5 separate regions of the Mus musculus genome follow, and all the other regions are linked to region 1. Evidence: chromatin contacts called from public Hi-C and HiChIP or PLAC-seq data. All regions are on one chromosome and are shown on one strand. The core of a region is the stretch at or near the end of the contact, and the rest is flanking DNA. Distances in the headings are between cores, read along the strand shown.

What was found. Hi-C and Micro-C count contacts between places; a contact is called where the count stands out from the background. HiChIP or PLAC-seq counts read pairs in DNA pulled down with a chosen protein or histone mark.
Region 2: an H3K4me3 HiChIP or PLAC-seq map of neural progenitor cells shows a contact between it and region 1, with 16 times the contacts expected there. The contact joins two enhancer-like sites. A contact is called at or near these places in 1 of 15 datasets of contacts at CTCF or cohesin (the NIH/3T3 cell line), 4 of 484 Hi-C or Micro-C datasets (bone marrow-derived macrophages, forebrain, tail fibroblasts and 1 more), 15 of 115 datasets of contacts at active chromatin or transcription factors (the 230-238 cell line, the HPC-7 cell line, T-cell acute lymphoblastic leukemia and 9 more) and 4 of 9 other capture datasets (adipose tissue, embryonic stem cells, liver and 1 more).
Region 3: an H3K27ac HiChIP or PLAC-seq map of regulatory T cells shows a contact between it and region 1, with 5 times the contacts expected there. The contact joins two enhancer-like sites. A contact is called at or near these places in 1 of 15 datasets of contacts at CTCF or cohesin (the NIH/3T3 cell line), 3 of 484 Hi-C or Micro-C datasets (bone marrow-derived macrophages, cortical neurons and nephron progenitors) and 10 of 115 datasets of contacts at active chromatin or transcription factors (the 230-238 cell line, bone marrow-derived macrophages, embryonic basal ganglia and 7 more).
Region 4: a contact with region 1 is called in an H3K4me3 HiChIP or PLAC-seq map of bone marrow-derived macrophages, with 4 times the contacts expected there. The contact joins two enhancer-like sites. A contact is called at or near these places in 3 of 484 Hi-C or Micro-C datasets (B cells, bone marrow-derived macrophages and nephron progenitors) and 5 of 115 datasets of contacts at active chromatin or transcription factors (the 230-238 cell line, CD8 T cells, bone marrow-derived macrophages and 2 more).
Region 5: a contact with region 1 is called in a Hi-C map of bone marrow-derived macrophages, with 65 read pairs. The contact joins two enhancer-like sites. A contact is called at or near these places in 1 of 15 datasets of contacts at CTCF or cohesin (the NIH/3T3 cell line), 4 of 484 Hi-C or Micro-C datasets (CD4 T cells, bone marrow-derived macrophages and peritoneal macrophages), 7 of 115 datasets of contacts at active chromatin or transcription factors (the 230-238 cell line, bone marrow-derived macrophages, embryonic fibroblasts and 3 more) and 2 of 9 other capture datasets (adipose tissue and liver).

The regions. Positions count from the first base shown.
Region 1 is chr10:39,263,273-39,269,593 of GRCm38.p6, reverse strand. No RefSeq gene overlaps it. Among named protein-coding and RNA genes, the nearest start is that of Gm31562, 22 kb to the right of the region's middle. Within about 2 kb of position 2,808, at least 138 of the 459 cell types and tissues checked have an H3K27ac peak or open chromatin away from gene starts, as enhancers often do. A contact at or near this core is called in the 230-238 cell line, CD8 T cells, T-cell acute lymphoblastic leukemia and 6 more, where this site is marked.
Region 2 is chr10:39,518,160-39,524,480 of GRCm38.p6, reverse strand. It overlaps Fyn (Fyn proto-oncogene), which reads right to left. Exons shown (of 14, transcript NM_001122893.1): 6 at 1,629-1,727. Among named protein-coding and RNA genes, the nearest start is that of Gm40627, 69 kb to the left of the region's middle. Within about 2 kb of position 3,955, at least 46 of the 459 cell types and tissues checked have an H3K27ac peak or open chromatin away from gene starts, as enhancers often do. A contact at or near this core is called in T-cell acute lymphoblastic leukemia and neural progenitor cells, where this site is marked.
Region 3 is chr10:39,487,540-39,493,860 of GRCm38.p6, reverse strand. The region is part of intron 3 of Fyn (Fyn proto-oncogene); the gene reads right to left. Among named protein-coding and RNA genes, the nearest start is that of Gm40627, 100 kb to the left of the region's middle. Within about 2 kb of position 3,275, at least 47 of the 459 cell types and tissues checked have an H3K27ac peak or open chromatin away from gene starts, as enhancers often do. A contact at or near this core is called in bone marrow-derived macrophages, oligodendrocyte precursor cells, pro-B cells and 1 more, where this site is marked.
Region 4 is chr10:39,432,416-39,438,736 of GRCm38.p6, reverse strand. All of the region lies in intron 2 of Fyn (Fyn proto-oncogene), which reads right to left. Among named protein-coding and RNA genes, the nearest start is that of Fyn, 66 kb to the right of the region's middle. Within about 2 kb of position 3,561, at least 56 of the 459 cell types and tissues checked have an H3K27ac peak or open chromatin away from gene starts, as enhancers often do. A contact at or near this core is called in CD8 T cells and bone marrow-derived macrophages, where this site is marked.
Region 5 is chr10:39,410,764-39,417,084 of GRCm38.p6, reverse strand. The region is part of intron 2 of Fyn (Fyn proto-oncogene); the gene reads right to left. Among named protein-coding and RNA genes, the nearest start is that of Fyn, 44 kb to the right of the region's middle. Within about 2 kb of position 3,599, at least 95 of the 459 cell types and tissues checked have an H3K27ac peak or open chromatin away from gene starts, as enhancers often do. A contact at or near this core is called in the 230-238 cell line, adipose tissue and bone marrow-derived macrophages, where this site is marked.

The sequences.
Region 1 (6,321 bases), core at 1,559-4,058:
GAAACTAGCTGGCATGAGGCATGTTAGTCGTGATGGCATCAAACTCAGTGTTCTAAATTTTGTACTGGAGGCATAAATAATACATTTCACAGTTTATTAGAAATTCAGTGTGATGCACATACAATGTTTCTGTGCAATGTATGTTACTGTTTATGCTGGGCTTGCAATATTACACAAAATTTCTTGTGTTTACTTGAAATTAAATTAGAATACAGTTTGATATTGGACTTAATAATAATCTGAGATTATTATTATTATTATTATTATTATTATTATGTAAGTCTTCCTTTCTAGGTTTATAACTATTTTACATTTGGTCCATAACATTTTATTTGATCTATTTGTATAGATCGAGGTTGAGATGGTGCTAGTCACATAGTCTAACACAGTAGTTACTCCAAACATATATGTGACTTGAAAGACAAAAAACAGAAAGAAAGAAAGAAAGAAAGAAAGAAAGAAAGAAAGAAAGAAAGAAAGAAAGAGAAAGGAAAAGAAATTCAGAGAAAGGAAGAAGAGAGGAATGAACTGATAACCAAAAAATAAGGTAACTACAAGTGAATTCCCTTACTGAGTGTGTTTCTAGAAGAGGTAAATCAAAGACAGCATAAATTCGGAGTTCTAAATGGACGATTCTGAATTACCTCTTGGGAGCTCTCAGTTCAAATTTGGCAGATAACGTGCATTATCAAGGGATAGCATAAGGGCTTTAGAAAGGCAATAACAACTTGGTAATCTTTTTAAAAGATTTTAAATGTAAAAAGCATTAATAAGGGACAATGGTAAGAATAAATTATGGAGCATAATAACTAACAAAGAATATATGTGCTTACTGTCTACGAAAGGTTCCGGAGCCAGGTGTGACAGCGCATGCCTTTGATCCCAGCTTTCCTGCGGCAGACGCAGGCAGATCTCTAAGTCTGAGGCCAGCCTGGCCACAGAGTCCCAGGACAGCCAAGGCTACACAGAGAAATATCATCTTGAAAAACAGACAAACAAACAAACAAACAAACAAGATCCTAAAAACAGCAAGGAGGTATAACACTTAGTAGAAGATGCCAGCTAGACAAGGGGAAAACAATTATACAGACAGGAAAACCATTTACCTTCATCACATAAATGATCATCATCAAGAGTCGTAAAAAAAAAATGAGAGGTGACATTCACAGTCCCCACAGATTTCTTGTTACTTTAAAGGAGACTAAAATAGTGGTAAGTTCTGGTGGATCCTTAACCACAGAATCAAACTTAATAGCACCACCAGCAGCTTAGTGAACGTTGTGCATTCTTGGTAGCATGTAATGGTAAGGACATAATAGTGTGCATCTTGAACTATATGAAATCTTGGGTTTTGAACAACAAAGCTAACAATGTCATGTGAGTCCGTGTAATAATATTTCTGTTTCTTGACATAAACGTGATTGCTCAGATTAACTAATGAAACTCAAAGTGAGACTCTGTGAAATGGCTGACTTAGAGTTTCAAACAGTGTTTTTAGAGAATTGCAGGGGTGGGGGACCAAGTGGGGAGATGCACTGGAGTGCCAAAAAACGGCCACAGGGACCAAATACAACAGTTCCCAGTGAGATCCTGGATGGCGAGGACAGAGCTTGGGTGTGATGGCATCCTTGCATGCATTCTACGATACATAATAAATCTCATTTAGGAATGTTTACTGGCATAACGATTATACTGTGGTTTTCCAGGGATATGTCTTTATTTTAAAGAACTTGTAGGGTAAAAGGTAAGAATTTCTGCAGATTCCTCTCTAAAGGTTCAAAGTTTGGCAAAGAATGAGGACATGTGCGTGTCACATGCAGAAGGCAGAATATACCATGGAATACAATGGAATGTCTAGGTGTGTGTGGGGTGTATGGATAGTCTTTTCATCCCTCTTGTAACCTGTCCCCAGAATTGAATAATTTCAAAATAAACAGAGGGTGGAAAAATGAATTGTCCTGATTTCACTCAGGCTCTGTATGCTGAGGGTCTGAATGCTGAACTGTCCGGTGCTTTTCTGAATGGAATCTTTTGACTCTAGGACCAGCTGTGTAATGACTGGGGTGCTTAAAAAAAAAGTCCCAGATGAAACAGATCCTGTCCCCTACCAAAGGGAAAAACCGAGTTCTACTCCTGAACAAATGGAGCTGCCCAGCTACGTGCCCTGCATCAGTGCTCTGGTGAATGGGACTCTGCTATGCACGGCGCAGCTGTTCGCTGGCACCTGAGAGCCATCTTCATCTTTGCATTAGGACAAAGCTCCCCCAAGACTGAGTGATGTTTTAAAAATATTGAATTTTTTACTAGGATCTTACAGCAACTGGGAAATTAAGATTCTGTAGAAGGATGGCACAACTGGAGATGAAAGTCCTTACTAAAAATAGAAATGAGTTCCCTCTTCAATGACTCAAGTATCAAGTTGGGTTTGCCTGGTGAGCAGAGGCTCAGGGCAGGCAAAGGGGAAGAGAGTATGGAAGAGTGTCTCTTTTTGTGTGTGTCTCTGTCTCTCTCTGTGTCGCTGTCTCTCTGTTTCTCTTTCTCTTTGTCTTTGTTTCTCTGTGTATTTCTGTGTCTTTCTGTCTTTTTATCTCTCTTTGTCTCTGTCTCTCTGTTTCTTTGTCTTTCTGTGTCTGTCTCTCTGTCTGTGTCTCTCGGTCTCTCCCTCCCTCCCTCCCTCCCTCCCTCCCTCCCTCCCTCCCTCCCTCCCTTCCTCCCTCCCTTCCTCCCTTCCTCCTAGTGCTATTGTGGCTCTAGCAAAGTCTCAGGCCAGGCTTCCTGCCAAGATCTTCTTTGTATTTCCCTGGCCTTCAGTCAAGTTCTGAGCGCTTTGTGCAAGTCCCTTCCTGTCTGCACCCCCACCCCTGCTCTTCCTCCTGTCCTGTCAGCCTTGCTTTCCTGTGTGCGCTTCCAGCCACAGCAATTTCTCCACAATTTGTTCTTATTTCCCTGGGAAGTAGAAATGATTGAAAATGAAAGCCAACCCTAACCACTCGCAGGTTAACAGGACAGGCAGGAGAGTGTTCAACAGGAAGAAAGGCCTCTTGGGAGTTCTGACTTCTCAAAAAGACTTAAACAGTCGAGTTTTAAGCAGACTCAAATGAACCGTGTACTACAGGCTGTAATCTGTAGCAAACAGACCTGGGTTGAGAACCCAGCTTCATCGTGACAGTGCAGTTACAGGTGAGTGTTAGGTTTAAGCTCTGAGGCATTCCCAGGTTCATATGTGGTAGGCTCTGTTCTCAGGGCATCTGTACACACATGAGACTATAGAGAATATTTCATATTCAAACCAGTGACATATCTTCCTTTCTGACTTGGTTTTGTAATGTGTGTGTGTGTGTGTGAGAGAGAGAGAGAGAGAGACAGAGAGACAGAGAGAGACAGACAGAGACAGAGACAGAGACAGAGAGAGACTGTCTGTCTATCTGTCTCTTGTTCACCGCTGTGTATGCCAGGCTAGCTGACCCAAGAACTTCTGGGTGAGTCTCCTTTCTCCACCTCCCATCTGGCTGTAGGCATGCTGGAATTACAGATACTCTTCTGGCTTTAAGTTGGCTTTAAGATTTGAACTTCGATCCTTACACTTGTGTAGCAAGTACTTTTACTCACTGAGCATCAACCCAAACCCCTTTATTAATTTCTTCTTTTTAAAAAATTTTTTCTCACCCACCAAGACTTAAACACACACACCCACACAACTTTGAAAGTTAAATAATTAAGGAGAGATTGAAGGTAGAAATACCATAAAGGCAGGGTTAGGGAGAGGAATTCACACATACCATAGTCAGGTATAATTGCTAGCCGATGCTACAACTTTACTGAGTTCCCTGGCAGCCAAAGAAAAGATGGGAACAAATAATTAAGAATAGCGAGGCCCCTGAGATTAAGAACATACATAGGATTATAATTCTTTACTTGAGCTTTTTTTTTTTTTCTTGTAGATTCTCATAAGGAGACCAAGTAGCAAGGGATGCCTAGCCTCAGTGTATCTTTACTTTCATAACAGACACGATGATCCGCTGCAGAGAACGGATCTTAGAACAGCTTTATTTAAGCTGGCGATGTACAGCTGGTGTGAAGTCTTAGGAAAGCAGCTTTGTGAGAAGCTAAAACAGCATCCTGTGTGTATACAGACCTCCAAGGCCCTACATTCCGCATAGGCTTGAGAGCTCTGTACACACAGGAATAAACAGCCTTGTGTCCTCTAGGCAGTGTGATCTTCTATAGCTCTTACTTCTGACAGTCAGTCTTCGGAGAACTGTAATCAAGTACAGTCGTAAGAGCGGTCCCTTTCTGCCACAGTGAAGGGCAAGGAGATGTGATTGGAAGAGGGGTACCAGGAGGACTAAAGTCCTTTTAACTAAAATCAGCATTCAAACAAGCACACCTGGCTGAACAAAGTCACTCCACCTTTGCATGTCGGGGGCTGAGAGACTAGCTACAGGGACAGGCAAAATAACTGATCATCCTGACACTGGACAATTCTTTGAAGTTTATTGTTGATTTTTAAAAACTGGATTCTACCTTGGTGGGGGAGGGGGGCAGGAGAGAAGAGCACAGACTTGTGCCTCAGAAGGAAGCACCCCAAAACATTGTCAGGAGAAAAGTTATGACTGGTAGGACTTGGGCTGATGTTCCTCTCCTGTGTTTTCCTGTGTTTGTCCTTTGTGGTAAAGATATATCACTATCACTTTGGCGGTAAGAAAAAGTACAGCAATGAAAGTATTCTAGGGGAAGATAACTATAGTGATCTGCTTCCATAGGGTAAGAGCCGGTGACGTTCTAGCACACTGGTTCACAACTCTCAAAGCATTTTAGAACACTTAAGAGAACTTTAAATTTAAGGGTACCCTGGCTCCATCCCCAGTTAAACAAAGTAGCATGTCTGAGACAATGGTTCAGGTACTGACATTTAAATAATGCCCTATAGGAGGAACAACAATATGAACCAACCAGACCCCTCAGAGCTCCCAGGGACTAAGCCACTAACCAAAGAGTACACATGGAAGGACCCATGGCTCCAGTTGAATATGTAGCAGAGGATGGCCTTGTTGGGCATCAGTGGGAGGAGAGGCCCTTGGTTCTGTGAAGGCTTGATGCCCCAGTGTAGGGGAATGGCAGGGTGGGGAGGCAGGAGTGGGTGGGTAGGTGAGCACCCTCATAGAAGCAGGGGGAGTAAGGATGGGAAAAACCGGGAAAGGGGGTAACATTTGGAATGTAAATAAAGAAAATATCCAATAAAAATATTTTATACTAAGTAAAAAAATAAATAAATAAAAATAAAATAATGTCCTATGTGCTGTTAGTGTGCAGCTGGTTAAAGACTACCCCACGCACTGTAGAACAGCTGCAATCATTTGACCGTAGACAGCGTTCAAACAGATACTCTCCTTAGTGGTTTATATACCTCTGTGATCTTGTCTTTGCCCTGTTGTTCAACACTGGCTCATTCATTAGCTTTCAGAAGAATATCCAAATATGGCACGTTGTAGACTGAAAGCAAAGCAATGCTGAACCAATCTGTACACCATGGTTTTCTGTCTGGGGTCATGGGAAAGAGGCATCCATGTTTAAACCGCAGTTGGTGGTTTGTTTTTAACGATGTGGTAGTGACAACTGAGTTGGACGTCTCAGTGGGTACACTGCTTTAGCTAGGAATGGTAAGGCTAACAGCTTACAGTCCTCAGTAGTTGGGGTTTTATTGTTTGTAATCATTGGACACGAAGACCTTGTATCTGATAGGTGGGTTTTTGCATAAGAATGTATGCCCTCAGAACAGGGCTGTCTTTTTAATACTGTGTTTCTATGGCTTAGGAAATTGCCTGATGCAAAATGGGTACCCATGTATAGTCAAGGGATGACTAATAGCACAGTTCGAATGCAGGATGGAGCAGCCCATACCACCTCGTGATGGAGGAGAAGGACAATGAAGCTTACTTCTCCTAACTTCATTTGCTCAAAGGCAAAGCACACACAGAACAAGGAGGAGGCCACCTTTCCAGGGCTCAGCCTCTGTCACTGTTTGCCCAGGTAAAGAGCCTTTCTGTGGGTTCTAAGTTTGTCCTGCTCCTAATTAGGTTCCACTTTGGAACTTCTCCATGACACTTCAGGGAGCTCAGTATCTGTTTCTCCACCAGTGAGTGTGTCCCATAAAAAGAAGCAGCTCAGGTCTTGGGGACACAGAGTCTGGGCAGGATGTGTTCCAACTGCTGCAGCATTTCTCCACATGGCTGGATTTTTTTTCCTCAGAAACAAAAGGTCCTGTAATCTGAACCTTGCAACAGCAGTAATTTATGCTTTTATGTGAGAGCTTGGTGAATT
Region 2 (6,321 bases), core at 2,706-5,205, 250 kb before region 1:
AGCCCAAGGGAGAGTTCTGGAACATTCCACCAGAATCTGTGAGTAGGAGCAGCTTTCAGGACCAAACCATCACAGTATTCATCTATGAAAGCAAATGGTTTTAAAAATGAAGCTTCAATTCACCATGCCTGAATGTAGCTAGGAAGTTCACCATCAGATCCTTCTGTGAGTCAAAGAATTTCACCGAAGGAGCGTCACCTTCAGTGACTTGAGAAGTACCCAAACTCTCCACAATCCCAGCGTAGCAATAGCTGCTGTAAAGGATACGACACCAGCTATGTGAGAAATGTCTTTTTTTGGTTTGTATCAGTAACTCAATTAAAATGCTGTGTAAAACTGGTGAGAGGAAGGCCTGCAGAACAAGAGGTTACACTTAACCACACGCTGCTTGTGCAAAATACCGATTAATTGCACGTGTAAAAACCACAGGCTGTATTTTAAAAAGCTAACTTATACTCTAAAAAGCCCAAAATATTAAAAAAAAACCTTATCATTATAAATATGACTTAAATATGCACCCCCAAGTGGATTCTCAGTTAAATCAAAGGAATGTTACTTTGTAGTTAAGTTTTAAATTCCGAAAAGACACAGGAGATATTTACCAATCTGTCCTAAAAATTCAATACAAATACACATATTTCCTATTTTCTGATAATGAAACACACTAGTAACGAAGGGGGTAAAACAGCTCAAAACACAGTGCTGGAGAAGCAGAAACAGATCGAAGTGTAGGAGTACAAAAGACTTAAAGAAGAATGATGGACGCATGAGGATTAGGCTAGGGTGAAGGTCTACTCCTCTGTGCTGTGCCTCCGCAAATCCACAGCAGGCTGCAGGCCGTGAGCAACCGACAGTGACTCCTTTCTCTTTCTGGTGAGGTCTGTCCCTGTAGGTGGGGTAGAGGCCATCCATGTTCCTGAGCTTGGGACATCAACCTCCCTCCCCATTTCCTAAGAGTTCCTACAGGTTTCTCTGGAAAGAGAATGAACAATGACCAGTCAGCCATCCTTTGAGAGCCCCAGACTCCTACCACTTTCCAAAACTGCCTCCCTCCAGTGGGAGGGTGGGGCCAAATAACTGCTGGTCAAGGTCGACCAGCCACAACACCAACCGAGACCTCAGTCCAAGGAAAATATCCCTCGAAGCCCACAACTGCAGTAGTTTCCAAGTTGCTCTTCTGCCTGGGGAACAAAAAGCTATGTCTTTTCAGAAGGCTCAGTATTTCTGATTATCAAGCAGAGGACTCCTGTGTGTGTGTGTGGGCTTAATCTCTCATAATTATCTGCCTCCCAAGTGCTCAGGGAGCAGACTGCAGGCGCACGGTGGGCTCTCAGTAACACACACTGCAGCTGTGGTTTCCCCACATTGGTTTTTCATCTGGAGCAAGTTACTGGGTTTTCATCTAGGGTACTCACATAGAGCTTCTCAATCAGAAAACGGACGGGCTCAAAGGAAACCACGAAGTGAATAACAGTGTACTGCGCAGACTCGACAGCACAGCAGGACTGTAGCCTCTCAACCCTTAACCACTGGGAAAGGTCTTCTCGCTCCTGTGCTGTGTCACTGGCATTTTATGTGACAATTAAAAGCAGATATTTAGACAGACAACAACAACAACAACAACATACTCTTCTGCCTGGATGGAGTCAACTGGAGCCACGTAATTGCTGGGAATGTAACCAGTTTCCCCGGTTGTCAAGGAGCGGGCTTCCCACCAGTCTCCTTCCCTGCAAAGGAAAAGAAGGGACATGAATTGAACGCACCATCCAGCTGGGAATTCTGCAGGCCGACCCTATGCCTTTTCTGTAGCCTTGTGCCCCCTTCTGCAAACTTTCAACACGGGCCCTAAGAAATCCAAAGCACCACGCGCTGAAGTCAGAGTGCTTTTCTTACGTGCACGAGGCTCTAGGTTCAATACCCGGCCCCACATAAGCTAAGGGTGGAAATCCCAGTAGGAGGTTGAGGAGTTCAAGGGCATCATCAGGAGATCCTGAAACGGAAACTTTCCCACTTAGGGCTCGGGGAGGAGCATCTTTCTGGGTAGGAGGCAATCTTGAATGAGGGGTGTGTGTGTGTGTGTGTGTGTGTGTGTGTGTGTGGAGTACACACACCAGCCTCAGTTTACTTTGGAGAAGCAGTAGGAGGCCCAGTGAGGGTTGGATGTATGCTTAGTGGACCTATCAAGCTTGCTCTTGACGAAGTAGGAAGAAGACATGACCTTCTGCAGGTAGTATAAGAACACCACATAACAGGATTTCCTCAGACACTCTCAACAGGATGTTACTCTATTAAACATTCATAGCTCCCCCCACCCCCACCCCCAGATTCAGATGGAGGCCAGGCAGTTGTGTAGCTGGAGGGCAGAAGAGATCTCTGAGCCACTGCAGCAAAATTCTCAGAGTGTGAATCAGGAAGGGCACTTCCGACTCTCAGTTTACAGTCACTATATATAGAACTATTATCCATACGCTTGGATTCATGAAGGTTTATGGCATGTGAGCTTCCTCCCATTAACAGTGGGTGGGCCAATGATCATGTGCGTGGAGTTTAGCTGTGACTTGCACCAAATGAAAGCCTCTCTATCTATGAGGGCCAGGGAAACAGGCCTGCCGGTCACCATATTAGGCGCCTCAGCCTCTGACCATTACAGACACATCACCTCCTTTTCTTCTTTTTTTAGTCTGTGAAGGTAACAAGAGAAACCTCAGGCCTTTCTTTTCTTTTTCTTTTTTTTAAAATTGTCTTTGGCTGGGCTCTGTTGATGCTCAGTCAGGGAAGAAAACGTACTGATTTTGGGCTGGGAAGACCTTCCCCAGGTCAACATTAGGTAGACACCCTGGCCTCCTGTTAAGCCAGAGTCCTCCCTCCTTCAGGTTCCCTACAGAAAAAACTTCTGAGCAGGGGTACCAAGGACCAGTGACATCTGGTGGGGCTTTAGAAAGTCACAGAATAAAAGAATAAAATGGGAACTCATCCAAGTGGGTGTGGCTATGAGATAAATAACAGTAGAAAACACACACATACACACACACACACCCAAAGTGCTAATATAAGTTTTAAAAAATTATATTAAAAAATTATGTGTAGGCATGTGTGCCTCTCTATGCAGTAATGTGCAGAGGAGTGGAGGTGCCCTTGGATACCAGAGACCTCTATCCTGCTGGAGCTACAGATGGTTATGAGCTTATTGATGTGGGTGCTGGCAGCACACTCTTAACTCCTGAGCTATCTCTCTAATTTTGAGGGATTATAAAACCTATTTCTTGGTTAGGGGTGTTAGAGCACACATTTAGTCCAAGCACTTGGAAATAGAGCCAGGTGAATCTCAATGAGTTCAAAGCCAGCCTGGTCTACAAAGTGGGATCCAGGACAGTCAGGGCTACATAGTGAGACAACAAACAAACAAAGAAACTCCTAGCATCTTTCCTTTTTAACCTTATTAAACTAACAGATCAACCATGAGAGTGATACTGTAGTTCTCTTACCCAGAAAACTGTTTAATTATAATCACATTGTGTCCATATTCTTATTTGAAATATTTATACACATCAAAGAATTTACATAGACAAAACTCCCCCAAGGAGAGCCATGTCCTTTGTCAAGTGAACATCTCTCTTAGCTACCATTCGTGCATGTGTGCATGTGTGCCTCTGCCTTGTACATCTCATGACGTAGATGCTTTGTGGCCGCGTGCCTGCCTAGTGCACACAAGGCCAGGAGCCCATCCCCACCCCCAAGGAGAAAACCAAGTTAACATTTTAAGTCAGCACTGTTCCCATTTCTAGCCCCACAGAAATATATGTAGTTGTAAGTCTAGCATCTAAATGCATATTGGAAGTTATACTGACCACCATGTGTTTAAGAAAAAGGCTTTACCTTCATTTTAATAGTGAGTGTTTACTGCTCTGAAATTCCACTAGATGGAGACATTTCATCATTGAAAAACATAAAGATCACCCACTGGCTCTTCACAGCAACCAACCTTCACTGCTCCCAGCCTGGGAACCGCTCCAGACAGTGAAGAAGAATGAAGAGCTGGCAGCCCAGGCTTGTCTCCTAACGCATGCTAACCTTCATCAAGTTACTTCTAGTTAAATCAAAGTGAAAAAGAGCGAGCACCAATTTCAGGTGATGTCAGGATGTTGGGGGATCTTGCTGCAATCGGGGACAAGCCCAGTCTTACTCAGGTGACTGAGTAATCATGAATTGACTCACTAATGAGGCAATTTCCAATTTAAGTTAGTATCAGCTGTCTTGTTTTGGTGTAGCCATCTAAATAAGTTTACACACATTAGAATGTAACAGTTGTTCAGAAGAAAGATAGCACCACTCTGGACTTAACGTTTCTGGGCCATTTTTCCCCCTCACAAGAGTGACACACAAATGACAAACAGTCACACATTATAAGGCAAATGTCACATCTTGTGGCATTTTTCTCACACTCTATTCTCACTGGTCCTAGACTCAAAATATCTACTACAAGCTGTTAGGTAAATAAACAAGCAAAAACTATTTAATTCACTGGCAGCACCCATTCACCTCCACAGTCCTGCACACAGTGTTGGTTTGGAGCGGGATCTCTAACAGGACCCTTACACTTATATTTTTGGTTGTGAGCCTAGCCTTTAACGGTTGAGCCGTCTCTCCAGCCCAGGACCCTTATTCTTGACTTGAGCTACTGTAGTTAATCAGCATTTGAAAATCTGTGCCTGTGTGTGTGTGTGTGTGTGTGTGTGTGTGTGTGTGTGTGTGTGTGTGTGTGTGTGTGTGTGTGATGCATGCTGTTCAGGTATTCTTGCCAGTGTGTTTGCATGTCTACAGAGGCCAGAGGACTACATGGGCATCTTTCTCAGTTATTCTCTTCTTTGTTTTTGAGAAAGGGACTCTCACTCTCACTGAACCTGCAGCTAGCTCATTTAGCGAGACTGGGTGAGCAGTGACTCCTCCTGTCTGTCTGCTTTCCCAGGAATGGGTTACAAGTAGTGCTGCCTGCCACACTCAGCTTTCTGCGGACTAGACAAGGTTCCTAGGACTGACTGCTGGGGTCTGGACTAGATTCCCAGGCCTGAGCTGCTGGGAACTGTAGTAGGTTCCCTGGCCTGAGCTGCTGAGCTGTCTCTCCAGCCTATAAAGCTGCAGTTCTTTAAACTGTTCTTACAGTTCAGCTTTTTAATTCACTCGTACCTGGTAAGATACTGTCTTATTGTCTGACCCAAACCCGTGATTTAATCCGACACTGGTTGAGAATGGCTTCTAAGTTTTTGTAACAGACTCTGTTCTTCCATCCCGTCTTTAATCCTCAAGTCCCTCACAGGGCTGCGGCTTCAGGTGCTGGAAGTCCAGATACTTTGGAGATCAGATGGAGGCAGGAAGTGGCTTTGCCAAGAGCAGCCAGCCTTGAGCTGTCTGGCCAGCCAGGGATACTGGATTCTTCCTGCATTCCACAGCTGTACTTCTTACTCAAAGATAAGACTCTTGAAACTACTTTTATCACATGTCTGGGTAATACAAACTTTTTTTTTCCCCAGCTGGGTGGTGGTGGCACATGCCTTTAATCTCAAGCACTGGGGAGGCAGAGACAGGAGGACCTCTGGGTTGGACACAAGCCTTGTCTACAGAGTGAGTTCCAGGTCAGCCAAGACTACACAGAGAAACCCTGTTTTGAACACCAAACCAAACCACCAAACTTATTAAAAAAAAAAAAAAAATCAAACCAATTTTTTTTTTTCCTGATTATGACAGAAACTAGCTTTCAGTAGGTCCTGGGTCAGGCCATGATTGCACCTATGTAAAACACCCACTGCATTTTAAGGACATGCTGTTTCAAGGTGGGTAAATCACCAGTTACAAAGTGTGAGAACGGGGGTGGGGAGAGAAGGTGAACTTACAGTGCTGTGAACGCAAGCCTTTTACTACTGAGAACTCCCAACGGGTCAGCGAGGACCCCTCCAACCCTGTGTGCACTGGGAGGAGCCTTCTGAGCACGTCCTGATGGGAGGGGTAGTCAGAAGGAACACATGGGGGGGCAGCTGCCCCGGGGAGGACAGAGCCCCATTCCTCTCCTGTCAGGGCTGGTGGTGGTGGAGGGAGGGAGGGAGGCCTTCACACCATCTGCTCTGTCTTTTGCTCTGTATTCCCTTCCCTGTTATTACCCTTGACTCCAGGATATCGTTTTGCTGTACAAACCTTACTTTTCTTTTCCATAACCGTGAAAAGGGGCACTTAAATACCATGTAGGACAAAGAATTTTATCCTTAAAGGAAAAGTCCCTTAGCAATGTTCTCTTCTAGGAGAACAGGGTCAGAGGACCAGAGAACTCTG
Region 3 (6,321 bases), core at 2,026-4,525, 220 kb before region 1:
GTTACACCCATCTCCACTACTTCTTAAAGCCACAGGCAGAATTCTGAGAACCCTGGCATGTTAGGCAGAGTCCTTTGCAGCCTGGGAACTCAAGGGGAACCAAGAACATGTGGGTTTACAGCAGTCATCTTTGAATTCTTCCGTGGCTCCTTGAAGGGCCCCCATGCTCTCCTCTCCCCCAACAGTGTTCCTGGCATACCAGGGTTGTCTGACCAACATGACTTCTCTACCTTTTCAAAGAAGGGGCTCAGACACCCCCACAGAGCAGTGTGCTGCTGAAGCCAACCAGTCCCTAGACGCTGTGGACAAGCCACCATAACCAGTCATCTGAACAAGGCCAGCTTGGCCTTCCTTACCTACGCTGTACTGACGGGAAGGGGTAAGTGACAGAGGATACCCCAGTTCAGCTAGAATCTGGAAACCTGCAAAGCTGACCAGGCTGTGTGGCAGAGCAGTCAGGGAGACTGATGCTTAGCAGAAGCTTGCGGGCTATGTCCTCAAGGTGAGCTTGTCAGGATGGTACAAGCTCTGTGGCTGAGAGATTGGGGATGGCTCCTAAGACACAGGTTCCATTTTTCTCTTCAGTTAGGTGCTGAACCATGCCTGAAAGACTGATGACTTCTGGGTGGAAGCCAAGAACTAAACAGAAGGAAATCAAAATAGAGAACTGAAAACCTATTTGGGCACTTGAAGAGATTTTTCTCTTTTTGAGTCTGGCTACTTTCTTTTGCTTGTTAAATGAAAAAGCTTTGACTATATAACTTTCAGTCCTCACATTTTTCTGTAAATTAAAGGATCTGAGTGGATCAGGGACCGGGAGCGGGGTGAGTGTTGGTTACTGCTGGGGCTAAAGGATTAGGCTGGTGACACACTGAGTTGTAGTGACCACATGGATAGCCACTCAGAACAAGTGAGCCACATCAAGGGCACACAGCACATAACCCTCCTGAGGCCAGTGAAGAGGACACACAGGACAACAGGCCCACAACACACCTGCTGAAGGGACACATGTACCCAGGACCTATGTGTCCTGCATCTGGGTTAGAACTTACCCGAGGACGAAGGTGATAATGGAAGGATACAATGACAATATACAATGACAATACATAACTAGCAACCAAGGCTCTGGGCTCAACATAGGAGATGTCATCCACTAAGGGTGTGAAGTGATTGGAAAACGGCCAGTGAAACAATCACAGAAGACATGAACTAACAGAGTCAGGAAAAAAATCTCCAAACGTATGCTACTCCTGGCCAAGGACTTCCTCTGTTAGACATTATCCTAAGAACAAAAATGTATATAAAGACTCAACAACATTCATTTCAGTGCAATCAGTGATAATGAAAAACTGGGAATAATCTAGGCACTCACCCACAGGAACTTAAGAAAACATATCAAACAGACTCCTATGAGGTGATTACAATGACAGCGTGGCAGACTAGCTGGATGTTCATGCCATGTTCAAGGAAAATGAAAGTTACAAAACCACCAGCCGAATGACGATGGCTGGCTCTCCTTCTAGCCCTCTAACCCAGCCACTCCGGAAATGACAGCTGGGGATGCATCCCTGCTGTATGGGGGATACATTGTAAGTATTTTATCAGATTTGCCTCGGCTCCCACAATCCTCTCTCCTTTGTACACCCTTTGTCTTGCTGTTCTTTGAATGCACACTCCTTGACTCAGTCCCTGCCAACGCAAGCTCTGCCTACCTGTGTGTGCCCAGCACCTTAAACTACTTCCACCACAAAGCACTCAGTGGATGGATGTTGTAATCTCATTAGGGTGTGACCTTATACATATGTAGATTAATCAGTGGGTATACCTTCATAGATGCAAACATGCCTATAATCCCAAGGAAGTGAGGCTGCCTGGCAGCAAACCTAACTCTACCAGAGGACCAGAAATATAGCTCAATGACAGAACATTGGCCTAGTCTGAGGCCCCGGGTTCAATTCCCAGTTACACACACACACACACACACACACACTGAACATGTACAAGAGAGAAGGGGATGACTAGGAAGACATGAATACACCAATACTGACTTCTGTGCTTGAGAGTGTATGTGTGCATGCACATACAAACACACACAAATGTGAGTACATACCCCCCACATATATACACAAAGGAAGGGGTGCAGGAAGATCACAGTATTGAAGATATGAAATTCTGAATTTGTTTTTTCCCTTCTACATTCATCTCCATAACAATAATACTTAAAGGATTTATTTTTATCTATATGCATATGTATATCTGTGTGCATGTCTGTGTCTGCTGTGTGTGCTCAGATGCCTTCAGAGGCCAGGAGAGGGCATCAGATCCCCTGGAGTAGAGATGGCAGGTAGTTATGAGCTGCCTGACATAGGTGTTGGGAACTCACTGTGGGTCCTCTGCAAGAGCAGCAAGCACTCTGAACCACTGAGCCATCTCTCCAGCTCCCATTAATGCTTTCTCTTGAGGCAACACTGATAAGGTTTTCCCTCATTTAGTTTTTAGAGTGTACGCATGTGCTAAGAAAATGCTGTCACAGCTGGCTTAAGACCAGACATCATAAAGAGAGGTCATAGAAGCCTTTGGTTTCATGTCCTTCCTCCTTCAGAGGAGGGGGGGATGAGACTCAGCATGGGTGTGTATGTGTATGTGTATGTGTACGTGTGTGTATGTGTGGGGGCTGAGGGGTCTGAGGCTCAGCATCGGTCTATGTGTGTGTGGAGAGGGTTGTCTGGTGGCTTCTACAGCTGAACATGAATTTGTCCAGTGGGATTTCCTGAATACTAGTGGCCCTCAAACTTCATGCTCTTGACCGTCACCTGGAAGGCTTGTGAAAACCACGCTGGGTGGGCCCAGCTGCTGAAGCGTCTGACTCAGTAGTCGGTATGAGGAGGGGCCTGCAAGCTGCACTCTGACAAGGCACTGGGTGATGCAGTTGCTATTGGCTGAGGCTGCACTTTGAACCCACTGGACTGAGCCACACTGCCTCTCAAGGCTTCCTCAGCATTTCTGACTCGTATTGCAGAAAGGGCACTGATTTAAGCAACAGCTCAAGCCAAAGAATTCACAGGAAACCTTGTTCTGTCCTCTCCCAGAAGTTCCTACTAAAGGAAGGAAAGGGAACAGGGAGGCCTGTATTACACTGTGTTTGGGTCCTCTCCATTTCATGTTCTGTTTAGTCCTTTCTACTACTGAACAGCAACACAACACACAGAACAGTCTATACCCAGAGGCGACAGTGGGGTTAGTTCAGAGCAGCAGGACCCTGAAGTCATTGTTTACTCTCCATCTTTCATTCTGACATCTGTCTCTAGTGGCATTCAGAGTCTCTGCAACAATGCCCCCAAAGTAGGAACAAGCATTCCCAAGAAATTCTAGTGTGATGTCGTAAGTTGGGTGTGCTGCACACGCCTGTAAGCTCAGCTGCTTACAGAGCACAGAGGGAAGACTGTACGGGAAGAGTGCAGTGGTGCTGTGGCAACACAGAAGGAAGAACAAAGAACTTCCCCCCAGTGACTTGCATGGCAGCATGAAGATGACCTGAGCCGATACTTACTACAGCAGGTCTTCTGAGAGGCATAGTTGTAGGATGCAGACTTTATCATGGATCTCAGCCTGCTGCACAGAAAGTCTTCACACATAACCTGTGTGAGGTAAGACCCTAATGGGGCCTTGTCTCAGAACATGACTACCCAACTCTTGGAGAAAGCTTGAACTGAAAGGCTAAAGCCAAGCACAGAGGTGAGAATGGAGGGCTGGGGAGATGGCTCAGTTGGTAATAGGCCTACTGCACTGAGAACCCGAGCTCGGATCCTTGTCCCTGCAGGAAAGTCACACAAGGCTATGACAGTCTCTAAGTCCCTACCTCTGGCTACCATATACATATGCACACACATACACCCGCACCTACACACCTGTGCACACAAGCATGAACTCTTTGGCATGGACACACACATATACCTGCATGTAAACACACACATTGGCATGTGAACACACACATGAACATGAACATACACACATACATAAGGAATGTATCATTTTCTGTCTTAGGGAAAAGTAAACTAGAAACCAGTGATTGCTTCTTTTCCACTCACTAAAGAAATGAAGGAGACAAGTCTAAGTGACCAGGTCTCCATACCTACAAACGTCCACATAATCGTATATTACAATATGTCCTACACCGTTAAGGGTCAGACTTGACCCCACGTTTGACAAAGTCCTGAGATCAGAAAGAGACAGGCTGACATTCCCTAACATTCTACTTTTGACTTGTCCTCCGCAGAGGCACGACACTGACACAGCTGCAAACACGGCTTCAGAGGCTGGGCACCCTACTGCTCAGCGTTTCTTTTATCAGCCTCAAGTTTGGGGTCAAAAACTTGACTCAATTCAAAATTGAGACCAAGGTTTAGTATTAGTGGGTTATTTAGGATAACACAAGGACAATGTGGTTTCTGTACCTGTCTGCCAGACTTCTTTCTCCCCTTGGTGACTTCCCTCCACATGTGTGACTCTAGATTTCTGGATCAGCTGCATCAACAGGTTTAAAGGGAATACTCTAAGTAATTGTGGCCATACCATCAGAGGAACCCCGGCTTCAGATGAGAGAGCTCACAGCTCATGTGATCAGTTTCCTGTGCCCTCTGCTAAGGGCCTCTGTGCCTCCTCCAGGAGGTACATTTTCTAACTGTGGCAGTTTAGCCAGAAAGACAGCAGAGGGGACCTTAAAAGGAAGGCAAATGACAAGAAGGAGCAGGGCACAGTGAGTGGAAAAGTGGAGAGGACCCCTGAGATGGAGTCCCAAAACTGTGCCGAGTGGACTCCAACAGTGAGCTTGCAGACACCCAACTGTAAACACCAAACTGTCAACTATGCCTGCCTGTGTTCTTCTCAGTAGAGCGAGTCCAGGTGGTAGGCAAAGTCTAATTGCTTGCTAACACCCAAGCTTCCACTCCCAGGAGTGTGTGTGTCGCTTTATATAGTATGGAAAATTAAAATTAAAGCTACCTCTTCAGTCAGCTTTGCACCAGCCATCCAATGTGAACTCCAGGCTGGGCTGAAGCAAGATGCAGGAGCAAGCCCTCTGACCTAGCAGAAATAGTTGCTTCATTCTACCAGAGTCAAGTTTAGGGACAAAGTTCTCCTGTACGGCATTAGTGCCCACACCTGTGTTCCTAGGGGTATTTACAAAAATATATTGTCTAAGCACTATGTGAATCAATGGTCACTTATTCCATAAGTTCAAATACACTCCTGCAGAGGATCACCACTCTGCTTCTCACAGACGGGACCCTCAGCCTGGGGTGGTTTATGAAGAAGATAAAAAGAACAGCTACTTGGCAGCTGATACTCTTCAGGCCATAGGGAGGGCACTCAGCTGGGAAGATCTGTTTGCCTTGGAGTTCAGAAGTGCTTTTACAGCAACTATTTGATCTTTCCTGGGAACTCACCCTTTCCCAGGCTGGTGGGAACACATGGGCTCCTGACATGGCCTCAGTGTTATGGCTAACCTGATGCGGAAGCCGGAAGATCGTCCGGCTTTTATCTTTCCAGTTTTCTCATTCTCACAGGGCCAGATGACACAGGCTGGCATCTGAGAAAGGTGTTTGAGCATGCAGGAAGCTAACTTGTCACCAGCAATGGTTAGATTACGGTTCCCCCACCTCCGGTTTACACTGTTAGTGGTGTATGCTCTTGTTTTCTTCTCAGACCTGAGTAGGGATTTCCTCATGCAGAGAGGGCGAGGGAGGAAGAACAGGGTGCCATCAGGTGTCCTCGCCAGTTTGGAATATAAAGCAAGGAGAGCAGGGCCAGCATCCCATAAACTGATGCTAGAGTCTGCTTCACTGGAACACTCTGGTCCTTAGCTGCCTGGAAGGCTGCTGCCACAGCGCTGAATGGATGAAGGACGGATGCAGGGATTCATTCACGCACGGCTAATGAGAAGGCACTGCACAGCACACAGTATGCACACCACACAGTGCACAGGATACAAAGATGGAAAGCCCGGCCCCGCTGTTGAAGTGCATTAGTGCAAGAGACAGTGGACAGACAGACAGACAGACAGGGATGTTTCTGCTCACCTAACTGACAGTGGTGTTTAGGGAGTTAGCATGCTGTTATTCCTTGCCTGGGGGAGCAGACTCAGGGTCTATAGTTTGAGTGTGACTGAGTGTCCACTGTGATTCAAAGTTTGGTCCATAACTTGGTGGTAGACTCTATGGGATCTGGTTTTAGTGGGAGATATTATTATTAAAGATACGCCCTGCAGAGATAATCTAGTCGGATTTGTGGGAGTGTGTGCGCGCCTGTGTGTGAGACTTTCTC
Region 4 (6,321 bases), core at 2,312-4,811, 170 kb before region 1:
TTCCCCTACACAACCTGAGGGTCTCTCAACTCTCCTCATGGGGAATTAATTCATGGCCAGACTACTGTTACCTCTAAGGATCATGGGTAGGATGCAGCAGAGAGCAGCACAAGTGTTGAATGTCTAATCTGCATGGCTTAAAGAGAGACCTGATCACATCTAACCTTGCCATCTCCTCCATTCGGTTTTCACTGTTTCACAGCTCTTGCCTTATACTTCTAACGCCTCACAGACAGTAAAAAGAAAACGAAGAAAGACCTCTGCCAATAAATAATAAAATCCCGCATAAAGTGAGAGCATGGTTAGTTATCAGGTGAGATCTGGAAAACTGGCCTGTAGTGTGGGAGGCCAGGCAGCACCTGAAACCCAACACACCCCACCCCCACCCTGGTCCTCAAGGGAGCAAAACCTTGACTTTAGGCTTACTGGTGACTCCCACTGTAAGCGTACAGACACCTTACCTTTGGGGTGTCTTGCAGTTAGGTATCTTAATGTAAATGGTTTCCACCATAATCAACATAGGACTCCATACAGTGTGTGCCTTTTACATTGGGTTAGCTGGCTTTTCAAGGGAGTTCCCCTTTTTTCTATAATATTTGCCTTTATCATCCTGTAGCAGAACAAATGATAATTCTTATAGAGTGTAGTTCAGCTGAACAGTATTCACGGACAGGAACATGCTGTCTGAGGAGATGTCTGAATAAAAATTCAACACATCTTCCACGCCAGCCACAAAGGTTCCTGGGAATACATCAGTCAGTCAGGAGTGTCTCCAGTGCTCCAGAATGACTGGAAAAAAAAAAAAAACACCAAAAAACTGAGCCAATTACAAAAGCAGTGTGTCTGAGACTGTGATACAAGCCCAGCCTGGCTTGGGCACTGCCTGACAATGTCAGCTTCTCTCAGTTTGGAATTGGAGTGTTCTGGAGACAGCCTTCCTGAGAGCAGCCACATGTTTGGTTGTCATCATCTAACCTGAATCTGCTGGGCCCTAGGGGAAGCTCAGGTTATACTGTGTAGGTGACAAGGAAGAGCCAGGCAAACATTCAACACATCTCACAGTTTAAAATGTTTGCAGCCCACTTGGCAGATAAAACTCAATGGGTACCATTAACCAACTGAGGAAGAATCCTTAATTACTATTTACCAAGATGGACTTGCAGCTAGCTTTGAAGAAAGTATGTAAAACTCTTAGGTTTCTCACCAGGTATGTTTTTGCTTGATAGGAAATGGCAGTCTGATACCAGATGACCAGAATTCAGATGAAATTCTTCTAAAACAAGACAGAATTCCCACTGCTGCTTTCTCATCTCTCTCTCCAGTAAACCTGTTCCCAGAATCAATCCCCTGTCTCCAAACTTCAGAACACCTGCTTCCAACAGGCTGTTTGAGTGTATGGTACTGCCTCATTTCTTTGAGCAATCTTTTTACACAACTCATAATTTTCAACTTTTCTAGTTCAGGTGATTATATTATTTGGTACCTATAAAAGTAGCCATTGAATTATCTGTGTTATCTGGGGTCTATTGAGAGTATCTGTAAACAAGGATTATGACCTGTCAAACCTTTGGGATCTCAGCCAGTCTCCTCCATCACATACTCAGCTTTTTAGTCATAATCTGCTTCATCTTCTCCAACCTGGCAAGGGGAGTCTCGTGCTATTAAGGTCATGGAACAGTGTTTCTCAACTTTCCTAATGCTGTGACCCTAATACAGTCCCTCATGTTGTGGCAAACCCCAACCATAACATTATTTTCATTGCTACTTCCAACTGTAATTTTGCTACTGTTATGAACTGTAATGTAAATATTGATATGTCTGATATGCAGGATATGATGTGATCCCTGTGGGGGGGTTGGAACCCACAGGTTGAGAAATGCTATCAGGAGGGAAGTAATGTGTAACATTGACTCCTGGCAGAGGTGTGAACAAACCCCAGAGATGAAGGGCAATGCAAGATACTGAACAACTTGCCTAGGATAATTTAATTTCTGAAGTAACAAGTCTAAATGCAGAATTACCTAAAGGCAGATCCAAGGAAGACAGATGCATACATAAAGAACACTACTATATTGATATTGGATATTTACTTTCCAAAGAAATACCAGAAAATACCTACCAAGGTAGGAGTGGGATAAACTACATAAAGAGAGTACAGAGAAGGATCAGCTTATGCCAAGTCCCTGAAGGAATACTGCAGTGGATACAGTTACTGACTTCTACTGATTTCATTGGTGTCTCCTCATCTTCAAATTAGTTTGTTTCAAAAGCTGCTAGTGTAAACTAAATAAACTTTATAAGAACATTTCATTTCTGAGAAATTAAAAGCCCAAGAAGTTACATCACAGACCCCAAAATAGAGAACCCAGAAAGGGGCCACACACACACTCTGAAGTTTCACTTTCCTGCTACTGAGTATCTATGCTCGGGAAACACACGACATGTCTCATACTACACCCACTGTCATGAGTGACATCCCTGTAACTATCTGGTGCCCAGTCTTTGTTAACTGGCAACAAAGGGCTACCTATGCAGAACTTAACAGTAACAAAAATCAGGGCTGTGTCCACAAAGCAGCTCTGCTGCCTGACTGTACGGACAGTTGAGAGTCACTAAGAATCCAGTCACAGCACTGAAAGACCTCAGCGGCCTCCATCTGAGGTTTCCTTAGCACTGCTTCAGGAGTCCTCAGTTCCCTTATAAAAACAAGAGAGTAGTAGGCAAGCTGGCTCTCGGCCTTCATCCTAAGTAGAAGAACCTCCAGGAATTTGTCAGGCCGCGTTCATCTGAGGAGGCCTCTGAGGACCTTCTGCCAACTGAGACAGCACCTGTGACAAAGCCAGCAGTTTGGTCGTACAGTGTCTTCTCCGTGGGGAAAGCTTGGAACATTAATTTTCCCACCAACTAAGAGGCTCTCAACCACAATCCCTTCCTCCCGGCCTTGTCATTACTCTGTGAAAGTGTCACAGAGCTGTCCAAATGTTAGGGGCACAGCCAAGCAGAAATATCACTGAGTAAAATCAGAACATGAGGCCAAACTCGAATTCAGATGCACAGTTTGGGACAAAATTATATTCAAAATGATTCAATGCGTATCTCTGATAGTCCCTGATGTTATGTAAGCCACAGTTATTAGCTGGATGTACTGATAAGCTATGGTAAGAATTACAGTCCAATACTTGGTTTCTCTTTTTGTTTTTCAAGACGGGGTTTTTCTCTGTGTAGCCCTGGACCAGACTGCCTCTGCCTCCCAGGTGCTGGAATTAAAGGTGTGTGCCCTGATTACCCAGCTTCACTGTGCATCTCAAATCCAAACTCAACTGGGCATCCTTATGCTTCTGCTGCATCTGGCAATCCACACGTGACTCACGCTGCTGCTGCTGCTGCTGCTGCTGCTGCTGGTAGGCTGCTCCACCCACTGGTCTTTACCTACACTTAGACCAGCACTGGCTCACCTTCTGAGCCTGAGGAACAAGGGTCTGCAGTGTCTGCTTAACCCTTTTCCATCCAGATGTCTACCGCCACCCTTTCAGCCACAGCCCCTTACCCTGGTGCCCACTGTGAGTCAACTCACAGTGTCACTCACTGCTGAATGACTCAGCCACCCTCTCTGAACCAACTGCCTCTTTTTTTTTTTTTCCTAAAGAAAAGGTCATTTATAACCACAAATTTAAATGATCGGATTACAAACCTTCTAAATACTTAAGTGGAAAAACAAATGTAGGCTGTGTGAAAGGAAAGCTGGGGCGGGGGCAAGAGAAGAGGGGGCTGGCGCTGCTCATGGGTTGGCTCTCTAGATTCTTCTACAGTTCTGCTTTTCTAACAGCTTCCTTTCTTTCCCGAGTTCACAACAGCACTTTAGGGGATGGAAAACACACACACACACACACACACACACACACACACACACACACGGAGGCTTAGACTAAGTAAGAAGTTTCTACTGACTTATAAACTGGTCTCCCACTGCCCCAGTATATGGCTGCACTCTAAGACTCCAGTGCAAGTCGGAGGGACTCTTAACATCTAATCCAGACTGTGCACAACTCAAGGCCCCACTGCCCACTCTTGCTTGGGCTACTTGGAGCCACACTCTTGCTTGGGCTACTTGGAGCCACAGAGAACAACTGTGCATTCCAGTGATTCCAGGTACTGTGGTAAATCAATCAATCAATCAATCAATCAATCAATCAAACAAACAAACAACAAACCATTCCAGGAACCCTTGAAAGCCACCTCAGGCTCTCCAAAGCCAGCAAGTCTCGACGGGACAGAAAGCTAAGCAGTGGAAGTGCCTTCGACACTACAGCATGTCCTACAGGGTCAGGTGTTTTAAGTCCAGCTCCACCCCCTAGAAGAACCTGTCTCCACTACCTCCCATCAAAGATGACCCTTTTCCCTAATATCTACAAATATACTAGTTTGTTTCTTGTTAATGTGACACTAACTAGGGTCATCTGGGAAGGAGCCTCAACAGAAAATGCCTCCATTATACTGGGTTATAGGGATTTTCTTGATTACTGATTGATATGGCAGGGCCCAGCTTACTGGGTGGAGTCATCCCGAGATGGACTGCATACGAGAGTGGGCTGAGCGAGTGATGAAGCAAAGCCAGTCTGCAGCACTCCTCCGCAGCCTCTGTGTGGGCCCCTTGCCTGTCTTCGCGTCATGCTATACTGTAAGGTGTAAGGTGACACAAACCCTTTACTCCCAGGTTGCTTTTTGTCATGGTGCTCATTACAGCAACAGAAAGCAAACTCGGACAGCCACCCACTAGCCAAAGGACTCCACCAAAGTCCCAAGGGAAGAGACTTAAAGTCAGCATTACATTGCAAAATAGGAAAAGCATTTAATACCCTTCTTTAGCAATTGGCTCTTAGTAGCCGTCAAGCTGCTGGGAAGATAGAAATGCCACAAGTCCTGGTCCACCGTGACTGAGGACAGAGTTTGTCACTACTAAGCTGAGTTTGCAGACCCATTTAAGGAGCTGGGGCACTTGGGTCTGCCCCACCGAATCAACACCTGCCAATGACATTTACGTTCTTGTCCTGAGATTTGGATGTGAAGTGTTTAAGATGGCAACAAGGCTCTGACTGGGGAGGGGAGGGGAGGGCTGGAGGACAGGGAGTGACACTCTGAAGATGTCATATGCTCCAAGAATTTTACATTTAATCCTCTCAACAACTGAAGGGGAAACTTATCTAAGCAGGCTGAAGCCTAACTCATGTCTTTTGGGCACCAGTGCTGTCTCCAGCTTGTCCATCTGTTCCACTCGGGCACCCAGTTTCAGCTTCTCCTCCTGGGGTCAGCACAAGGCCACTGCCTTCTCTAGCCATGCCCTTGGTAGACACAGACTGAGCACTTCATGGGCTTATAACAAGGGCTCTACTGAAGAGATCCATTCTAACAGAGGGCTTCTTTATATACTTTCTGCAATAAAGCTGTGTCCATTATGTAGGTAATTGCATTTTGTATCTTGGGGCACACTTAGGGAACCTCCACGAGTTGCCTGACTTAGCAGACGATGGTAAGAAGGCCATCACCAATGCTGAGCTTTGTCCTACATGACAAGAAAAGTCTCAAACTCTTAGGCAGGGAGCCAGAGGAAGCCGGTCCTTGCTGTGGTTTGTAGGGAGGTCAAAGAACACTCACCCCTCTATTTCTAATCAATCTCTCTCACTCCCCGAATTAGTCCCTTTCCCTTTCCCCGCCTCTCCCTGATCTCTCTGGTAATTTTGATGTACAACCAGAAGCGGCTTCCCTAGCTCAGGCTCGGCTGGCATGACAGCTGCCCCTCCCCCAAGACCCGACGTCCTTTAGGTTTATCATTTGTAATTTGAAAATCTACTGAGAAGGAGTGCACTATGGTTGAGGTCAGAGTCCTCTACAGAGGTTTAGAGTCCCTCTGACGCAAGCGGACCTTTGTCTTGTGAAGGCAGTGCAGCAACAGTACAGGTGTACCCCGTCGGTCAGCATAAGCAAGAAAGCACAGCAAAGCCACAAGGCCTACTGTGGTCCAGCAGGAAGCCTGTCAATGCAGACTCTATTACATTCCAAGGCCTGAAAGAGCCAGAGAGAACAGACACTTGAGCTGGGACAGGAAGGCATAAAAAGGTGGTAGGGAGGGTTCCCAATGAGAACTGTCCCTGCTCTTCTAAGGCCACTGCCAGTCAAGAGAGACCCCCAGAGGTGTCAATACTCCCACTTCCCCGTCCATCCCTCCTTCCAGTATCTAGGTGCTAAACCCAACCACAAGCCAGAGGTGAAAGAACTAAAGCTGCTCATAGAAATCAGATTGCTGAGGCATAGGCGAGAGGGAGA
Region 5 (6,321 bases), core at 2,350-4,849, 150 kb before region 1:
TTCTTTCCCCACCACCTCCCTGCCCAGTCAACACCAGCTTTCAGCCACCGTGCTGCCACCAAATGCACCCTGCTGGCACTTCATCTGAGAACTCTTGTTCCTATCTTATTTCTATCAAGTCGCAAGTGCATACAATGAGCCCATCATAAATGAGTCCATATGTTTGCCAGAGACCATCTTTAGCCTCCCATACTTATGACGAGGGACTGCCTGTCATTTTCTCTGTTGCAGGCATTGCCTTAGCAGTCCAGACCTACCACAAGCACCATGTTGGTATTAAAGGACAGAAAGAGCCCATCGCCTCTGACTTGTTGGAACAGGGCTCCACGGAGCTTGCTAGGATCTCTTTGGACTGTATTTTCAAACAAAACAAAAGTTCTATGTCCTAAGGTGTTGCCTGTAGGTTTTTGTCTTTAACTTACCTACTATGCTTCCAAGATGTATGCTAACTGCTTCGGTGCTAACAACAAATAGTTACAATTTTGATCTGGCAACTGATGGAGTGCAGAGTATCGAAGGCTTGTGCTATTTAGAGGTAGCATCAGAAAGAAGATAGATGGCCAGAGAACTGGGCTCCCATTTCAGCATTTCTCCATCACACAGTACTGGTCAGGTTCCTTCCCATCAGTTAACGGAAGATGCCAACACCCGCCACACCAGGTTTCTGTACGGATTACACTCCATGTGGTAATTTAGGAGAGAACCTAAGAACAGAGCATCAGCAGCATCAGCAGCAGTGAGGAAACGAACGCTGCATGCTCGCTCCTATGCTGTCTCTATGCAGCTGCCTCGGTGAATTCTCATGCCTTTCTTCGCCCACCTTTTGGGAAGATCTTTCCTAATTTTGGTCTTTTTGTGATGTAGATCAGGAAGAAAGGGTAGGAATGTGAGCCTTGGTTAGGAAAGCTTTGGGGACACACATGTGAAGGTTAGAATGTGTGGGGAAGACTGAGGGGACAAAGGAGGACTTGGCTTATGTAGATTCTGTATCCTACTACAGCACTGAGATAGCCAGTACTCAGTTTATTGTTTTGAAACTATCTCTAGATTATATAATGTTTTTCACTATCATTATAAAATAATTCAGAACAGTTGGAGTGTCTTGCCCATTTTTTAAAAACTAACCATATAAATATGGGGGTGGAAGTAGACCACAGGTAAAAAAGAAGAGAGGTGAAAACTGGGCTTTTACTGTGGTAATAGGAACTGGGAAGGCACAGGAAGGTGGCCACTGCCAGTCCAAGGCTGGAGGCCAGGCCCAGTTCCCACCTCTGACTCACTGGCTCTGTTGAGTCATTAGCATCTCTCTGTGTTCAGTTCCCTTCCTGTAAACGGCAGGCTGGGAGGACTGCATTACTACGGCACCCTAGTTGGACTTTACAAACTGGTTTGGAAGAGAGACAAGAGCTGTGGCTTCTGCTGTGGAGTCATGCATGTATGTGCATATGTTTATTCATCTACATGTGTGGGCACATGTTGAGAACACACACATACACACACACTTTGGAGGTAATCCTTTATCAAGTTAGATCATTTAAGAAGAAAGCTTTCCAAGGGATCATTTGATACCCATTTATGTCCAAACAACAGAACTCTGAATCTAAAATAAATAGATTTCCTAAAAGCCTCACAGGTAGATTAATAGCCTCCCCTTATGCCTGGGGCATTCCCCTTTCTCTTCCCAGAATACTTTGTTTCCACGTCAAACAGACCCCTTTTTACACTGCTTCAGTATGTCTTGGAGATCACTGCCTGCCTCTCCTCTCTTCCCCAAGCAGGCTAAGTGGTCTTATTCACTAATTTAATCCAAATACCTAGAACAGCCAATAGCAGCCAATCTGCACACCTTTACAATTAGAAACTGAATTCTGTGTTTAATTTTTGGTAAAAGTCACAAAGCCATAACACTAGAAGGGACATCTTAGGATCTGCAGAGATGAGAAAACAGGCTTGTGGAAGAAACTTGCTGGATTCTACATAGAATTTCCCTTACATTTGGGTCTCGGTGCCTCCATGTACATCTCTGATCCTGGGAAACGGAGAACCTAGGTGGGAGGGGCCAAAGCAGTAAGCCAGCTCTGAACTCACTTGAAGGAAAGGAGTCTGAGAACAAACAGTAGTGTTTATTTACAGAACAGCAAGCTCCATAAAATAATGATAGTTTTGCTAAGTGGCAGCTGCCATCTAAGGGTCTCAGAACTTACAAGGGCCTCTCTCCACCATGGGAGGTATCATCGTCTGCTCTTGGTCAAGTGGGTTAGGAAGCTGAGCGCCCCTTGACCTTACTGCACGCTGGTTTGAAGACACTTTGGGGTGCTGGGTCCTCATCATAGTTTTTCGAATCCTTATCGACACCAAATGCAGCTTTATAAGGCTATCACAGAGACAGCAGTCTGTCTTCTCTTGGGTGTCCCTACAACTGTTGCTTTAGGGTGTGGAGAACTGACAACACTAGACTCTGTGTGCTGAGTCTTTCCATCCCTGCTGCCAGGTCAACAGAGACTGGGACTTCTTGAGCTTACCCTAAAGACCAAGCATGGCCACACTTGAGGTCTGTGAAAGACAAAGCAGGGGAGGACTGGCCTGCCCAATGACAGTGTTCCCATTTACTCCTCAGCTATTTAGACTTACACAGCAGGGCAATTGGAGGGAGTTACAACAGCAAGCCCTGCAAGGGACCTGGCTAGACAACATTCTTCCTTCTTTGGGGTAATGAGCAAACAGTAGAGCTGAAGCTGAAAGCCCCTCCTCACCAAGCTACCCAAGCCCTGTTCTCACAGGCAGGAGGGCTCAGCCTCTCGCTCCCCTGGCCTGAGATGATAGGGGTCACCAGTGGAGAGCAAGGTAAAACCAGTACCATGGGGCCCACCTTCCCCATACTGTGCTCAGAGCCCTGGTCTTTCCTGACACAGGTAGCTGTGCTGTCTTTGAGCTCCTCTCATCACAGTTTCTGGGACTATGTTGATCTTATACTCAGGCCAAGAGCATCATGACCCAGATCCCTAGCCTTTCTCCTCCAGCTCTGACCTCTGAAATAAGTGTATGTATGTATGTGTATGTATGTATGTATATATATATATATATATATATATATATATATATATATATATATATATATATATATATATATATATTTTAACTAAGCTTCCTGAGGTTTTTCAAGATACCATATTCTGCATGTATCATGGGAAAGATAATTCTGTGTCCAAGTGAATTTCAGAGGCCTGGATATAAAACATGTTAAACAACTGTGGATTCTCAAATATTTTAAAAAGTTACTGTATTATCATGTTTTGACCACCTAGACTCCAGCTGGTGTTACTGTTTTGTGAGGTTTCAGAAATTTTAGGAACTTAGGCCTGCTTGGAGAGGAAGCAAGCTACTAGGAATGTATTATACCTTTGGCTCTCCCTTCCTCTCTGTGTGTCCTAGGCACCATGCTGTGAAGTGTGTAAATACTACACTTAGATACACTTAAATGAGGTACTTAGAATCAGAATAAATACAAAGAGAGAACAGAATGTCTGCTGTCAGGGGCTGGGAAATGGGAAGAAGAGGAAGTTACTGTCTTGGTGGAACAGTTTCAGCTTTGCAAGGTGAAATGTCATGGCTGCGTCACTGAAAAGTTTCCTATCATGTGTATTCACCTAAAACAAATACATTAGATGGTGTTCTTTCAGTATGAACTCTCAGAGCCTTCAAATGCTTCATGCGGCAGGAATGCTCAAGACCGGAAATGCATCAGTTCACAGACGTCTCCAGGGACCCGTGTGCTTCAGAACTCACTGTAAGAATGAGATGCTGCAGGAAAACGGCTAGAAAATATCAGCTGCATCCCTCACTAGCCGACAACCCCTCACCTGATACACAAGATCACGTCCGGCGTGACTTATCTCGTGGACTAATAGCAAAATCTAGTTTTAAAAGAAACTACATACACAAAAAAAACCCTGAAGTATACCAAAAGCTATCTAAGATGTCGCTGTCAACTGAAAGCAGAAGTGAGCCCCTCCACCCAATCTTCTAAGCAGCCATCGGTTATCAGTGGGCAGAGCGTCAGACTGGGAAGCCGTGACCTGTGCATTTGCGTTATGGCAAACGAGGAGAGTAGGAGCCTGAAAGCTGACGCTAAGGGCTTGCTGATGTCACTGCTGTCTGAGGTCAGACAGGTCATGTGCCCACTCTGACCATAGCTTTTTCTGCTGTCAAAATGAAGTAGTCAGAGGAGATAATCTCAAAGGTTACTCCCAGCTACATGTGTCTGTGAAATACTGACACAGACAAGTCGTGGGTACCTGCCCAACTCCTTCCTCAGGTGTTAAGGGGTGGACCCTGTGCCTGGCTGGGTGCTAAAAGGGAGAACAAACGGAAGTATCTGTATTCCCTAGTTAGCCAAGAGGAGGTCACTTACTCCTCACAGGCAGAATCAGGAGAGGACAGAGAGGACATTGCCCATGCAGGGCCGCCTGGGTCTTTCTTCTAATCTCTTGGTACTGCTCCCTCTCAAATCTCTAAGTATTTCGAAACTGTACAGATTCCAATGGATCCAGACAGCATAGGATAACTGCTGAGTGAAGAGAACTACAGACCTCCACAGCGACAAGGATGCTTGGAACCATCTCCTGCAGAGCTCAAGGACATTTGTGAGATACCCAAGCACGGCCACAGACTGGCAATCTGCCTAGAGACCCTTTCAGTCCAGCAATGAGTCAGCAGTGCTGAGTCAGCAGTGCAGGGAGAGATGTAGTGCGAGTTCCTGGAGGAAACCTAGGGGAAACTTCCTGGTGGGAAGTGAGAGAGTTCTGCACCTGCTGTGGACAGAAGCAGACCCACCAATGATCACAAGGAGGAGGGAAGCAAGATACCACACACAGGAAGGACTCGGCTGGCAGTGCATAACTAGATGAGGCTGTGAACAGGAGTTGTTTAGGGATGGGGGCAGGTACAGGAGACTGGGACAGATTAAGACAGAAGTTGAAGGCCTGTATCAAAGTAGCATTGCGATAAAGACGGCACAGCTGTCAAAGGAGCACACGGCAGTCATGCCTGCCCAAAGGGAGTGTCCCAGAGGCTGAGCAGAGGAAGATGTCTATGACTGTCTATATGACTGAGGCTGCAATGGAGTAGCCTGGAGATCAGTGGTAGTGGGAAAGAATCTGTTTCTGTCTTATTGAAACATTATAAAGATAACGGGGTGCAAGTGTCTGATCTGTAGGCAAGCAGACTTCTGAGAGAAGAAGTGATGAGGTGCTCGGCACGGATCTGTACATCTCGCCTTTCTAGAGTGGACTTCTGTCTTCTGCTCTTGAATAGGCATTCAGACTACCCAGCTACTTTTTGAAGTAGTATATGCCATTTATTCTTGGACACTTCTCTTTATTTGCGTGAAAAATCTGCTGTGCTAGAGTACATTAAGATTAATGCACTAAGCCAGGCGTGGTGGTGCACACCTTTAGTCCTGCACTTGGAGGCAGAAGAAGACAGATACCTGAATTCAAGGCCAGTGTGGCAACAGAGTGTATTCCAACCAAGATGATCCAGAGAAACCCTGTCTCAAAGACCAAAACAACCACCACCGCCAATAATAATAATAACAGTAATAATAATAATAATTAATAATAATAATAATAAACAACTATCACCAAATTTAAGAACTATGGATGAATTCTATGGCTGCTGTGGTATCAAAGTTAAGATATAAAACCCTAAAGACGGTTGACATTGATTTAATTGGCAAAAAGTTTAAAAACTAAAATGTTAAAAAGCATACTTTTTGTTTTTGATAGGGTCCTGCTACGTTGCGTGAACTGGCCTTAAAGCTGAGGTTCTGCTCAGCCTCCACAGTGGTGAGGTCACAGGTATACAGCACCATGCCCAGTATGCCCCTCTTTTTTTTTAAAGTGGCAAAGAAACAAAAGACATTTTTATTGTTTGCCATGGTCTAATTAACTGTACTATCTGTGGATCCTTCCGGGGACTGATACAGTGTCTCAGTCTCCACTGAGCCCAAAATAAAACATCAGTAGTCTAATAATTCCTATAGCTCCTGTATTGAAATAACATAACAAGATCTCACATTGGCAGGGAATTAAACTCCAACTTGTGTCATCTACTATTTATCTATCTGAAAGAACTAGGTACCTGAACATGAAATTTTATACTGCAAGCCTCCTTTCCTAAAGCCTGTGTACTTTATTCACAGGAAAACCCTATAGTCGTTAGCCTCAAACCAACTTCTTGCTTTTTAAAACACTTTTCATCGACTCTGTGAATCTCACATCATGGACCCCAATCCCACTCATCTTCCTGCCTACCCTTGCA